2 separate regions of the Gadus morhua genome follow, and region 2 is linked to region 1. A link is a contact called in public Hi-C data. All regions are on one chromosome and are shown on one strand. The core of a region is the stretch at or near the end of the contact, and the rest is flanking DNA. Distances in the headings are between cores, read along the strand shown. Region 1 holds the start of tnni1d (troponin I, skeletal, slow d). Region 2 holds the start of slc6a1l (solute carrier family 6 member 1, like).

What was found. A called contact is a pair of places that touch in the nucleus more often than the background predicts.
Region 2: a contact with region 1 is called in a Hi-C map of heart, with 6 times the contacts expected there. The contact joins the promoter of slc6a1l here to the promoter of tnni1d in region 1. A contact is called at or near these places in 3 of 6 Hi-C or Micro-C datasets (gill, gonad and heart).

What each region holds. Positions count from the first base shown.
Region 1 is chr19:16,842,334-16,848,445 of gadMor3.0, forward strand. tnni1d (troponin I, skeletal, slow d) reads left to right here and starts at 3,087. Exons shown (of 8, transcript XM_030341835.1): 1 at 3,087-3,145; 2 at 3,682-3,685; 3 at 3,997-4,044; 4 at 5,169-5,210; 5 at 5,910-6,041. The coding sequence starts at 4,021. It overlaps st8sia1 (ST8 alpha-N-acetyl-neuraminide alpha-2,8-sialyltransferase 1), which reads right to left and starts at 1,727. Exons shown (of 5, transcript XM_030341834.1): 1 at 859-1,727; 2 at 99-243. The coding sequence starts at 1,091.
Region 2 is chr19:16,975,417-16,981,528 of gadMor3.0, forward strand. slc6a1l (solute carrier family 6 member 1, like) reads right to left here and starts at 3,840. Exons shown (of 15, transcript XM_030342393.1): 1 at 3,463-3,840; 2 at 214-575. The coding sequence starts at 454.

The DNA.
Region 1 (6,112 bases), core at 1,837-4,336:
TAGGGAAGTGTGCGTTTGAGTGTGAGGTCTTGGCCTGGGGGATGGGCCCGTTATTCAAAGCACTTTCAGAGCTTCAACTGTAGCCGAGGGCCGCCTACCTGCACAAACAGCGGGAAGGTCTCGTTGCTGACCGTGTGCGAGTGGTACAGCTCTCCGTCGTACCACAGCACCTTCCCCATGGGCGAGTTCTCCTTGGTCACCGCGAACATCCTCAACGGGTCGCAGCATTCCTTCAGCAGCTTCCTTCAAGGGAGAAATACAGAGAGGATGGGAGGGTTACCGAAAGAGAGAGAGTGTGTGTGTGTGTGTGTGTGTGTGTGTGTGTGTGTGTGTGTGTGTGTGTGTGTGTGTGTGTGTGTGTGTGTGTGTGTGTGTGTGTGTGTGTGTGTGTGTGTGTGTGTGTGTGTGTGTGTGTGGTCGAAGTTTGTACACGCATAGAAACCGCCCTTGAGCAGGTCTCCAAAAAGTAAAACAGATCTTTGGCGATAGGGGGCGCTATAACTCGCGATCAAACCCAACGATCAGCCCCCCATTATTCGATCAACCACAAGTCGGCTGAACATTGGCTTGCTTCAACGTCAGCCTGGCATGCGTTAGCATGTCAACATGCTCAGGGGATAACATATTGCACACACGAGTTGGCTTCTAAATGCAAATCATAAGCGAAAAAAGATGTGGGCCTAAGGCTAATACAAATGTAACTATCTTTGCTATAATTGTCCATAACCAATATGACAACAACAACCAGGACCCCCCGCCCGTATCCCCGATACATCTTGCCTCCAGAGTACCACTAGGAGTGCGCGTAGCCCAATGAACCAGTGCGTAACACTGCGACGAGTCCTCTTCGTGCCCTACCTGTAAACGTGGATCCCCGTGTCATTCTTCTGCCAGACGTGACCCTTTCTCGACACCTCGTCCACGATCTCCTCGTAGCTTGGCAGTCGGTATACCGGGAACACGTAGAACCAGCACAGCACCAGCACGCACAGGGCGGCCCACACCGAGAGTTTGCTCCGGTAGCATCGTACTGACATGGCGTGCGTCTGCCTCCTCCCCCACGTCAAACAGGCAGGGATTAAAGTCACCATCAAGTGTCAAAATAACCGGGGATATTGCTAAATTGAATTCCAAGGCTGTATTTTTCTCTCCTGGGATGCACCGGTGCTGCTGATAGTTAAGGAATGTATACGGCATCCATTATCATCACGGAGAAAGGAGAGCGCTATGAATGGTATGTTCCCGCAAGCCGCGATCGCCAAAAACATAGGATACCCTGGCCCTGTCCTGCTTATCCTCGGTAGCTCTCGTCCGTCCTTTTGAATGATTACGGGTCCCGCTCCCCCACCTTGGGTGAGATGGCTGCTGCTCGTGTTACCGCTTCTCCTATTTGGGTGTGCACCCCCAATTTCTGCCTGTTCCAACACCTCGCCACCACCACCACCACCACTACCACCGGTACTGTAATGTTACAAATCGGTCTGCACCTATTGCACACCGCCCAGCCCCTGTTTAAGCATCCCGATGCAAATCCGGATACGAAAGGGATGGCTTTCTTCGCGGCCGTCGGAAACACACCGCTCACCCAGTCCACCAATCACTCCTCGCCACTCCACTTTATTTGTGCTCCTGGATGTTGGGGGGCCGTGAAAGTACATTGGGCATAATATATTAGGACTCTCTCCTCCTCCTCCTCCTCCTCCTCCGCCTGCTCCCCAACACCCCCTCCCCCGACTAAACCCTCCCTCTCACAGACAAAGTGCTTCTTTTGTGCTCCTGAAAGCCTGCAGCCTGCAGCTCGATTCCCGCCGAGATCCGCCGCAAATGCGGTGCAATGCTGCCCCTATCTGGCCGTTTGGATTTGAATTGAATTCAACGGATCTTCTGACCGGGTGGACCGCGATGCTGATGCGTTCGTCGTTGTTGTGGTTGCTGATGGTAACGGTGATTGCGACACATTTTCAAATATTTTTTTGATTACGTTTAAACGTGTTCTAGGGTCAAGGAAACGGATGTTAAGCGCTGATATTAGTTTGCCGTCAATCGAGTTTGGCGGACACTGATGAAGGACGCAAAGTAACCGCATGATGGCGACTCAGTGTCAACAGATAGAGCTTGTGACACTAAATAATGTGTATTGAATATGGCTATCTTATTAATACATTTATGAAAGAATGTAAGAATTCGTCTTTCCAACCCTTTGGATTGAAAACTACCTGTGTCACAAATGTGTTGGATGTTTAGTAGGCTATAAGATGCACCCAAAACACCTGTGCATTCAAAGATTCGAGTTACAATTATTTATTTGCGCGGTGCCCGGTGTCGGGGCGCAGTGCCCGGTGTCGGGGCGCGGTGCCCGGTGTCGGGGCCCTCTGTGCTTCTCTACATGCGTTGGGAAAGGAAGATCTCCAGGGCCATTTGGATCACTTTACTACTGTCCCTATTTCACAGAGCCAGTGTGGCGCTGTATATATATATATATATATATATATCTCTATCAATACCATAGATTGAAACGGGCTGCGTTTGTGGATAGGTGGCTGAGCCTCAAGAAATCCTTAAAAAGTTGAGTTATCAAGACACACTGAACACATCCTAATGTCTCTCATAATCCTCGCAGACACCAGGGGCTGTGGTCTGGGGGGGGGGGGGGGTTGACAGATAAAGGGGAGAGAGAGGGGTTGATGGAGGGCCAGAGAGAGAGGAGATGAGAGGGGGGGAGAGGAAGAGGAGAGGCAGAGAGAGGAGAGGTGATGAGAGGGAGAGAGAGAATTGGGAGAGGGGGGGGGGGGGGGGGGGGGGGCAAAGACAGTATGATTATCTATGGCAACAGAAGCTGATACACGGGGCAATACCATTTAAGTAATGCCCCCACCGATTTATTATTACCCCATTACAATGTGTCTGACTGTTGTCCCAGCAGTGTCTGGGAACATGCTCTTTCCAGCTGGGCTTCCTGCCACCACATTCCTCCTGCCGGCTCTATATATGCAACACTGCCCCCCTCCACACACACTCACTCACCCACCACCCACCACCCCCACCCCCCCCCTAGCCCCCGCAGGCTCCCCCTATAAGACCCCTCATTGTCTGTCTGCTCCTTTGTTTGGCTACTCACTAGACAGCTCACACCCGACCAATACAGGTAACTGAGTGTTAAATGTATACCATCGAAATGAGCAATAGAAAATGTTCATAGTGGATTTGGTTTTCGATAGACTTTTAATATTTGACTGACTATGTGTTTAACAATCGAAAGAAGTTGGCCTTTTCGTGTTTCCAGTTTCAAACGTTTATTCGTTTCGAGGATTTGTTATCTGGTTAATGTTGAGGACGTTGAGGACGACGCTGGTGGACGCAGGATGCTGTTAATGCGTTCTGCTCCATGGGACTCGATGACATTGCAGGTTTAGGAAGATATTTCGGTCTCTTGTTAGGTTCTTCTATCTGAGAGTGTTTAACCGACTGTTTCTGCTGAGAGTGGCCTCTATAAAGGGGAAGCGAGTCCTACGTACACGTTCCAGCCCTCTGTTAAACGATGTCCGAGGCTACACCACTTGATCATGTTACATTGATGCACAATTATGGGATGGAAAAATATTGCTCATTCCAAAAGGCTCTAATGCACTAATGTTTCCCTTCTCCCCTCATGCGTCTTTGGCCTGAACGCTGGACTTACAGTGAGGTAAGAGAGGAGTGAGTGTGTGTGGCCCACATCATGTGTTTGTATTCATGATGTTTGTTGGAATAAGTTAATAGTAGTAATAGTTAGTAGTCCTAGAACTGCAGTGATGCTAATCGATTCGATTCGAAAGACATTGTGAGGTTGAGGTCGTGTGAAGTTATCGTAGTTCATCTGTGATGTTATTTATTGAATGTATTGATCCCACGTGATCGCTGCCTCGTAATCCAACTGAAGCACAGAATAGACCTGCCATTTGGTGAAGGTGTGTCTGTGTGTGTGTGTGTGTGTGTGTGTGTCTCCATGTGGCGTAGAGTGACACCCCGCCAACCGGAACAATGAATCCAAAGCTGGTGGTTAAGGTGAGCGGCCAACGGTCGGCCCCATGCTAATCCAACCCACATTAAGACCAGCACAGCCGGTCCCTGCATGGCTCATCAGAATGGAAACCAGGACGGGGACATGGCAGAGAGACAGAGAGAGAGAGAGAGAGAGAGAGAGAGAGAGAGAGAGAGAGAGAGAGAGAGAGAGAGAGAGAGAGAGAGAGAGAGAGAGAGAGAGAGAGAGAGGGGGGGGGGGGGGGAGAGGAGAGAGAGTGAGGGGGAGAGAGACAGACAGACAGACAGACAGACAGACAGACAGACAGAGACATATACAGAGAAATAGATGGCGAGAGAGACAGGGTCAGATAGAGACAAAGACAGAGTGGCAGTGTGGCCTGCCATCGTTGCTTGGCAGAGGGACAGAGGGAGAGAGGGCTAGATACAGAGAGTGAGAGAGAGTGAGGCCTGGCACTCTATCTGTCAGAGAGAGAGACAGAGTGAGAGAGAGAAATCCAGGGAGACAGGGAGGGAGAGACAGAGAGAGTGAGGGGCCTGGCACTCTATCTGTCAGAGAGAGAGACAGAGTGAGAGAGAGACATCCAGGGAGACAGGGAGGGAGAGACAGAGAGAGTGAGGGGCCTGGCACTCTATCTGTCAGAGAGAGAGACAGAGTGAGAGAGAGACATCCAGGGAGACAGGGAGGGAGAGACAGAGAGAGTGAGGGGCCTGGCACTCAGAGTAATGGGTTGTTATCAGCCAGGCCCTGACATGGCAGCCTGCTTTCCACTTGACGCAATGCTATTAATAAAGTCCTATCTTATCATTATTAATATGCCACCCGGTTATAGCAAGTGGTCATGAACTTTAACCTAAAAATATGAATGTATTCATGAACAACCTTCACAGGTGCTCTTAGAGGTCTCAGAGCAATCATAAATGTAAGTGATGTGTAACGTGTTAGAAATGATGCATACAACAATAATTATAATGAATTTACGCACCCTGAATACAGCAGTATATTGCGCCTTTACGTATATGTACAATAGAAAAAAGTAAAAAACATGTGTTTCTATTATTTGAGTTGACCAACATATGCGTACAGTTAACTCTAGCAAACTAAAAAACTGCAGTGATTCATTGATCGATGTTTTCTTGGTCTCCAGCCCAAGTCGAAGATCTCAGCGTCTCGCAAGCTCTCCCTCAAAGTAAGTGACGTCTCCTCTCTCTATTCATTAGCACCGCATCGTTTCTGAATTCACTGCATTCGTCTCCTGTCTGTTCAAAGTCCCTCAAGTGCTTTTCAAAGATGTGCAGATTCTTTCCCCCAGAGCTCTGCTGCATTAGTCCCATGATTAGTTGGACTTAACGAGGCTTTCCTGTTCCTCAATTGTTTCTGTTCTGCACTGAACCTCCTCTTCCTCCCACCCCCCCTCCTCTTCCTCCCACACCCCCTCCTCCTCCCTCCTTCCTCTCACTCTTCCCTTCCTTCCTCCCACCCCCCCTCCTCCTCCCTCCTTCCTCTCACTCTTCCCTTCCTTCCTGCCACCCCCCCTCCTCCTCCCTCCTTCCTCTCACTCTTCGTTCCTCCCCTCCTCCCTCCCCCTCTCCCTCCTGCTCCTCCTCTTCCCTCCCTCCCACTCCTCCTCCCTCCCCCTCCTCCTCCTCCCACTCCTCCTCCCTCCCCCTCCCACTCCTCTTCCCTCCCCCTCCTCCTCCCTCCCCCTTCCCCTCCTCCCCCTCCCCCTCCTCCTCCCTCCCCCTCTCCCTCCTGCCCCTCCCCCTCCTCCTCCCTCCCTCCCACTCCCCCTCCCTCCTCCCTCCCCTCCCCCTCCTCCTCCCTCCCCTCCTCCTCCCTCCCCCTTCCCCTCCCTCCCTCCCCCTCCCCCCCCCTCCCCCTCCCCCAGATCCTGCTCCTCACCAGAGCGTGTGAGGCGTTGGAGTGTGAGCGTCAGGACCGTGAGGAGGAGAAGGAGCGCTACCTCGGGGAGAAGCTGCCCCCCCTGCAGCTGTCCGGGCTGAAGATGGAGGAACTACAAGTGAGTGGCCGGGATCCTAGCCCCCACCCCGGGGGGGTGGGCTGGACCACCACGGGGGGGTGGGCTGGACC
Region 2 (6,112 bases), core at 2,590-5,089, 130 kb after region 1:
TAAATGATGGACGAAATAAATATATGCATGGCAAACATTTGCATGAATGTGTATCATATACTCTCCCTCGAGCAAACCAAACGTGTTCTTTTTGTTATCTTATGTTCTCAGCTGTCAGTTAATTTATTCACAGCACCAGAAATAAACGTGTGTTTCTTTCTACCCTCAGAAAAGCAACCGATTGAGAAACCCCAAACACCCCCCCCCACTCACCTCCACCGTTCTTCCCGCACAGGTACGGGAACCGCCAGACGTTCCCCAGGCCGATGGCGTAGCCCACGCACGACAACAGGAAGTCAAACTTCCCCTTCCAGCTGCCCCGGTCGGGGGGCTCCTGCTTCTCGGCGTCCCCGCCTGCAGGGGGCGCCGCGGGCTCCAGCTCCTCAAAGGGCACGGCCTGCTTCAGCTCCGTCGGGGAGTGGGACTCCACCGTGCTCGTCCCGGTCTTGCCCATGGCAGTGGGTCCGCTAACCAGCGGTGGGGTCACCCTGACTGATCCGGGTCACTGGGTTCTGACGGACAGCTCTGTCGCCCGGACAGACACACAGACGCAGATGTGTATGTGTCGGGCCAAGCTGTGGAACGATAAAGGAGAGTTGTGTGTGTGTGTGTGTGGTGGAGACGGAGTGTCGATTGGTTGCAGCGTCACTCAATAATAACTTTATTGGCGCTGCCGTCACCATGACAGCCGCGGGGCAGATACAATGATCCATTTCCACTGAGGAATTGGGTCAGGGGTGCAATTGGTAAAGTCGGCCTAGGGCAGAAGAGGTGTTCCCTTGGTCAGCCCGTCCGCTGGGTTTCTCCCCAGCCAGGCCCGGGAGGGTACAATCCATCCAGCATCTCCCAGGTCGTCTTCCCCTCCAGATGGGAGTTGTGAATTGAAGCGGTCCCATTTTTAGGTGGGGTGGGAGACTTTGTACAATCTCTGGGTGAAGCCATTGTTTTTAGTTCTGCCTTCCAGGTCCCCGTCCCGGTCCAAGGGGGTTGTCATTGTTTCCCCCGCAGAGATTCTAGCAGATCTCACCCCTGTATCACAGAGAGCTGGGGGCTCCTGCCACCCCTCAAACGAGTAAACCCGCAAACTCTCCCTCTCCTAAGATGCTTCAGGTCTAAGGTGAGGACAGGTTACAGAGAAGGACCAGTTCACTGCTATTAACACATTTGTATATGTGGTACTGTGAGAGAAGGGTCCAGTATATTCAAGGTAACTTTAAGTCCCCACCTGGGGTCTCATTTATAAAACTGTGCGTGGGATCGTTACTAAAAATGTGCGTACGCCCAGAAGCCAAGTTTTGCGTGCGCCAAAAAATATTCGGATTTATAAAACACTGCGTACGCACACCTGTACGCAATCTTTGCTTTATAAATCACATACTGACTATAATTGTGCGCAGCTGAATCAGCTTCACGTTCCGCCCTCTACACGCCCCTTTTTAACCATAAATGGTCAATGCAAATGACCTCATGAATGCGATCTGCATATAAAACAGACTCAGATGCCGGTATTATGTCTTGTTGGAAATAATGGCAGAAGTACTGAGAAAATCAAAAAAGCGAAATTTCACGGAGGTTGAAGTGGAGACACTTGTGGGTGAGATGGAGGCCCGAAAGGTAGTTTTGTTCGGCGGTCATGGGATTGGAATCGCCAACAACAAAAAGCAGAGTGAGGGGCAACATGTTGCTGTAGCAGTGAACTCTGTCAGTAGCACGGAGCGCACAGTCCCAGAATTAAAAAAGAAGTGGTCTGACATAGAGTTACATATTTTTATGTAGCCTACCAATAAGTCGTTATGGTCCCTAAATACCCTCTCCCTCCGAATCCTGCATGGTCCGCCAGAAGTGCCATATGGTGCAGCATTACCACGGCGCTCACCTCTGTATTTATAGGGTTACGGTAATAAGACTGACGAGAACGCCTTGGATAATCAGTTTGTAATTACCCACGTAAAATGTTCTTGAACATAACCCCTTTTTAATGCCTGATTTGTCATGAAAAGCATCAAGAGTAACGGACAACGATTGTGATGAGTGTGGATTGGTTTTTCACACTTGGGATTTAATTGACATTTGATCATGTGTTTACAGTGTCACATAAAAATATTATGTTATTGACACATGTTGGACCGATGCTTTATTCCATGCAGTCGCGCCGTCAGTGGACAGTATGGAGTGACGGGATTAAATATAGAGAATTTATTTTTATTTCTATTCTAAGGAGATATTTCTGGAGTTATAACTGAGAAATAACGCAGTGGACTTAAATTATTCTGATTAGGATTTAACGCATGATACGGGTTGAAATTAAATTGATGAAGGGCGATGATAAAACATAATCGTTCTTCTCACTCTGCAATTCTTCGGTCTGACTTCAGTTCACCACCACACCGTCTGTGTCGCCAATTCTCCTTTTCCTCCAAACCATGCGTACGCATGGGTCAGAGTTTGCTTAGGGCTGCGCACATTTTCCCGTCAAGTTGGATTTTTATAGATCACAACCTTGGCGTGAAAAGTCACGTACGCAACTTTCAGCCCCGTTTTGTGCGTACGCAACGGTTATAAATGAGACCCCTGGACTGACACACGTGGTGTACTGATCTAAGATAGGGCTACGATCTACCACAATGCTGAGCCAGAGAGAGCATCTGGATAATGATCGATGTTTCCGTTTAGTAGATGGTCTATGATTGCATCCTAATCAAATCTTATTCATAAGACTTGTTCAGAAGACTCTAATTTGAGACTGGTTTAAAATATAACACTGGTTCTCATATACTAAATTCAAGTAAGTTGCTCCTGAGCAAATTCTGTGTAAATCATGTTTCCATTTTTGTTACTGTTTCCAAAATAGTAACATAAATACTTTATGGGAGCGATGTTTTGAAATTCCCCCTTTCTATATATCCAATTAAAAATGAATCAATACTTTCACTAGCCCTTTGAAGCTTTCATTTAAATATTTTTTTCTGAAGAGGACGGATATACATAATGCAATAGCTATTGTGCCATTGCGTCCAAAGGGCTCAATTCAGAGAATATAGTTGTTTATTCATTTTTCAGTTGACGGTCAAGTTAGTAATAATTAAAGCACTATTGATTGAACTTTTTAGAAAACACTCCTGTAGAGACCACTGCAGGCCATACACCAAAATAAAAGGAAAATGTAACTAAATTGGTTCATCATAGTGCATCATCCTCTTTTATTTAAGAGGTAATGCACAAAAATACACATTCCTCACATATTGCTGAATGCACCACACTGTACTGAATGTATCCACCAACTCTTGAAAAAAGTCCTGGAATAAAAAGGAATTTGATTTCTTTCACTATGTTCCCTCCGTCCACAATAAACCCCTTGCATCTAAACATATTTTATTAATAAACATTTTGTGGAGCATAGATTGGCCTTCAGCACAAATACATAGTTTGAGTTCTAGCCAATAGGAGGACAGCGACACCCACCTGAGAACCGCTCCAAGGACCTGCTCAGCTCAGCGGCATCACCTCCTCGTGGTTCCGTTTACGCTCGACTTCCGAAAAACGTCCGTAAACACGTCGGGGCGAGCAGTAAATCCAGATTGAGCGCCGCCTGTGAAACGCTTCCAGCAGCTCTGCCCTATACGCTCAGTCTCAGCGCTCTCGGTCCTCAGTGTGGTTTTTTTTCCCCTGCCTTTCACATTTCACTTTCCCCTCTCCGCCGGCTCTCGGACTTCCTCTGTGCGTGCCCCCTGGCCGTTCCTGCTATTGACCGACTGATAATAAAGTTTCGACCTGTTGTCGGATTTGATTACTGCTCATACCCAGAGGCAAGTGGGAGACGGTCAATCACCCAGCTCTATATGGTGGCAGGGCTGCCCTCAGTGGGTGTGGGTGACGTGTGTGTGTGTGTGTGTGTGTGTGTGTGTGTGTGTGTGTGTGTGTGTGTGTGTGTGTGTGTGTGTGTGTGTGTGTGTGTGTGTGTGTGTGTTTTTGTATCCGGGCGCATGTGTGTGTGTATCATCGTGTGTACGTGCATCAAAGCAAGGGGCAAGGGTGTGTGTGCGCGTGCGTGCATCTCAGCATGTGCATTCGTGTGTGTGTGTGTGTGTGTGTGTGTGTGTGTGTGTTGGATGCTGGCCGTCATCTCTGGGCAAGAAGCAAAGCCTTCTGCTGACTTCCTCAGACAGTTGCCAAATGGACCACAACACACAAACACACACACACACACACACACACACACAGGCCTGCACCAAGGCGTACACAATCACACAGTCCTAATAGTCCGAATGCTCCCATTAATAAACTGTAAAATAAATAAATTAACACAATTATAGCTGTAATCACTTTACTTGTAACATAAGTCATTCAAAGTTTCCAAAAAGAAGCCTTATCAAGGTAAATGCTGAACACCTGACTCCCAGGGAAATATACGATTTATCTTTATGTATTTGTTTTGTCTTTGACGGTTCAAATATACTCCTATACATTCCAGATAGCATGTACATTAGCTACATGATATCAATGCTGTATATTACAGATAGCATGTGTACTGCACCTAATGCCAAAATGTAGTTGTCTACATCACAGTTAACAGGATCTTGAACCTACTACAGCTTAGCTCTACACTGTGCATCAAAGATAGAATGAATCGGCTACTATAGATACAGGCTATAGTCTATCAGAATATACATCACAGATAGCAAAACCTAAAAGCACAACGCAACCCTAAAGGCCTTAATCCGAAAACCCTGAAAGAAATCATGCGACACCAATCGAACATAGGGCATGTACATCTTGTAAATGAACCGTGAAATGATTTGGCATCATTGGATGACATTGTTGTGTTTGAAAGTCTTTCTCATGTGACTAATTACCCTAGGTTACAGTGTACAATCAGCTCGCTCTCTCTCTCTCTCTCTCTCTCTCTCTCTCTCTCTCTCTCTCTCTCTCTCTCTCTCTCTCTCTCTCTCTCTCTCTCTCTCTCTCTCTCTCTCTCTCTCTCTCTCTCTCTCTCTCTCTCTCTCTCTCTCTCTCTCTCTCTCTCTCTCTCTCTCTCTCTCTCTCTCTCTCTCTCTCTCTCACCCCCCCCTTCCCCTGATAGATTTCACACCGTTGCCTCAAAGTGTATCGTCAGCCAAAAGCTCAGAGTGAGTCATAGTAAAAAAAAGCATAATAGGCAATCGAGCCGAAGCCTAATCCCATCGCGGAGGATCCCACCACTCTATTACAGCGCCGTGTTTTAACGCCTGAGCATTTATCAGGAAGCTGTTAGTCATTCCGGTCCCAAAAAACGGTGATGGAGAGAGAGGGTCAGGTGTTGGAGACGGGCCTGGCTCAGCGCACATAAGTTATCTACTTTATATCTTCTCTCATTCCAATCACGTCTATGGAGAGTTTTTGCTGAGCTCAACAAACAGGATTGCAGGCTTCATGAGGCACCGAGGAAGAGGTATGAGGCTGCATGACAAGATGGAGCCATTGTGTAGCCCCCTGCCACACGGTCAACCCTTTGGATTCTCACGTATGAAATGAGAGAGAAATGGCCGCATGATTTCTTTATTCTCCCATGGAAGCGAATAAGTGAAGTAATCCTTATAATATACGTATCATAAAATAACTAGCTGAAGAGGAAATAAACGGCGTAAATATCTTTCTAAAGATTAAAAGATAATAGCTCATGTTATACGCAAAGAAAATGACTAAGAACCTTTTGGTTAAAGGTGCATTGCAAGAAGCTATAACAGTATTCCTTTGTGGACAGACTGCATCCTTTGCAGATGAAAATTGGTTTTCCAATCAACCTCCACTTTGTAGAGTTATTTCTGTTTATCTTATTGGCCGACCAGACTCTGTTCCCTAACACTCTGTGATTGTTAAGCGCGTTAAGCTAAGGAAGACGAATGATGTTCCTTCTTTACAACCACTCGTAGCATCAGAGCGATGGCATATGGTCACTGAATTCACAGCCCATTCAAAGCCACTCGCTGGAACAAACTCATCAATAAAGGAAATGGGAATATGACATAAAGGAAAACAACAGCCGCTAACAATCCACCGGCCACTAATGAGTTGGCATGGGGGGAGAACGTCTCATTGGTCCATTACAACCGTACATGTTGGATCGGGGGCCTCT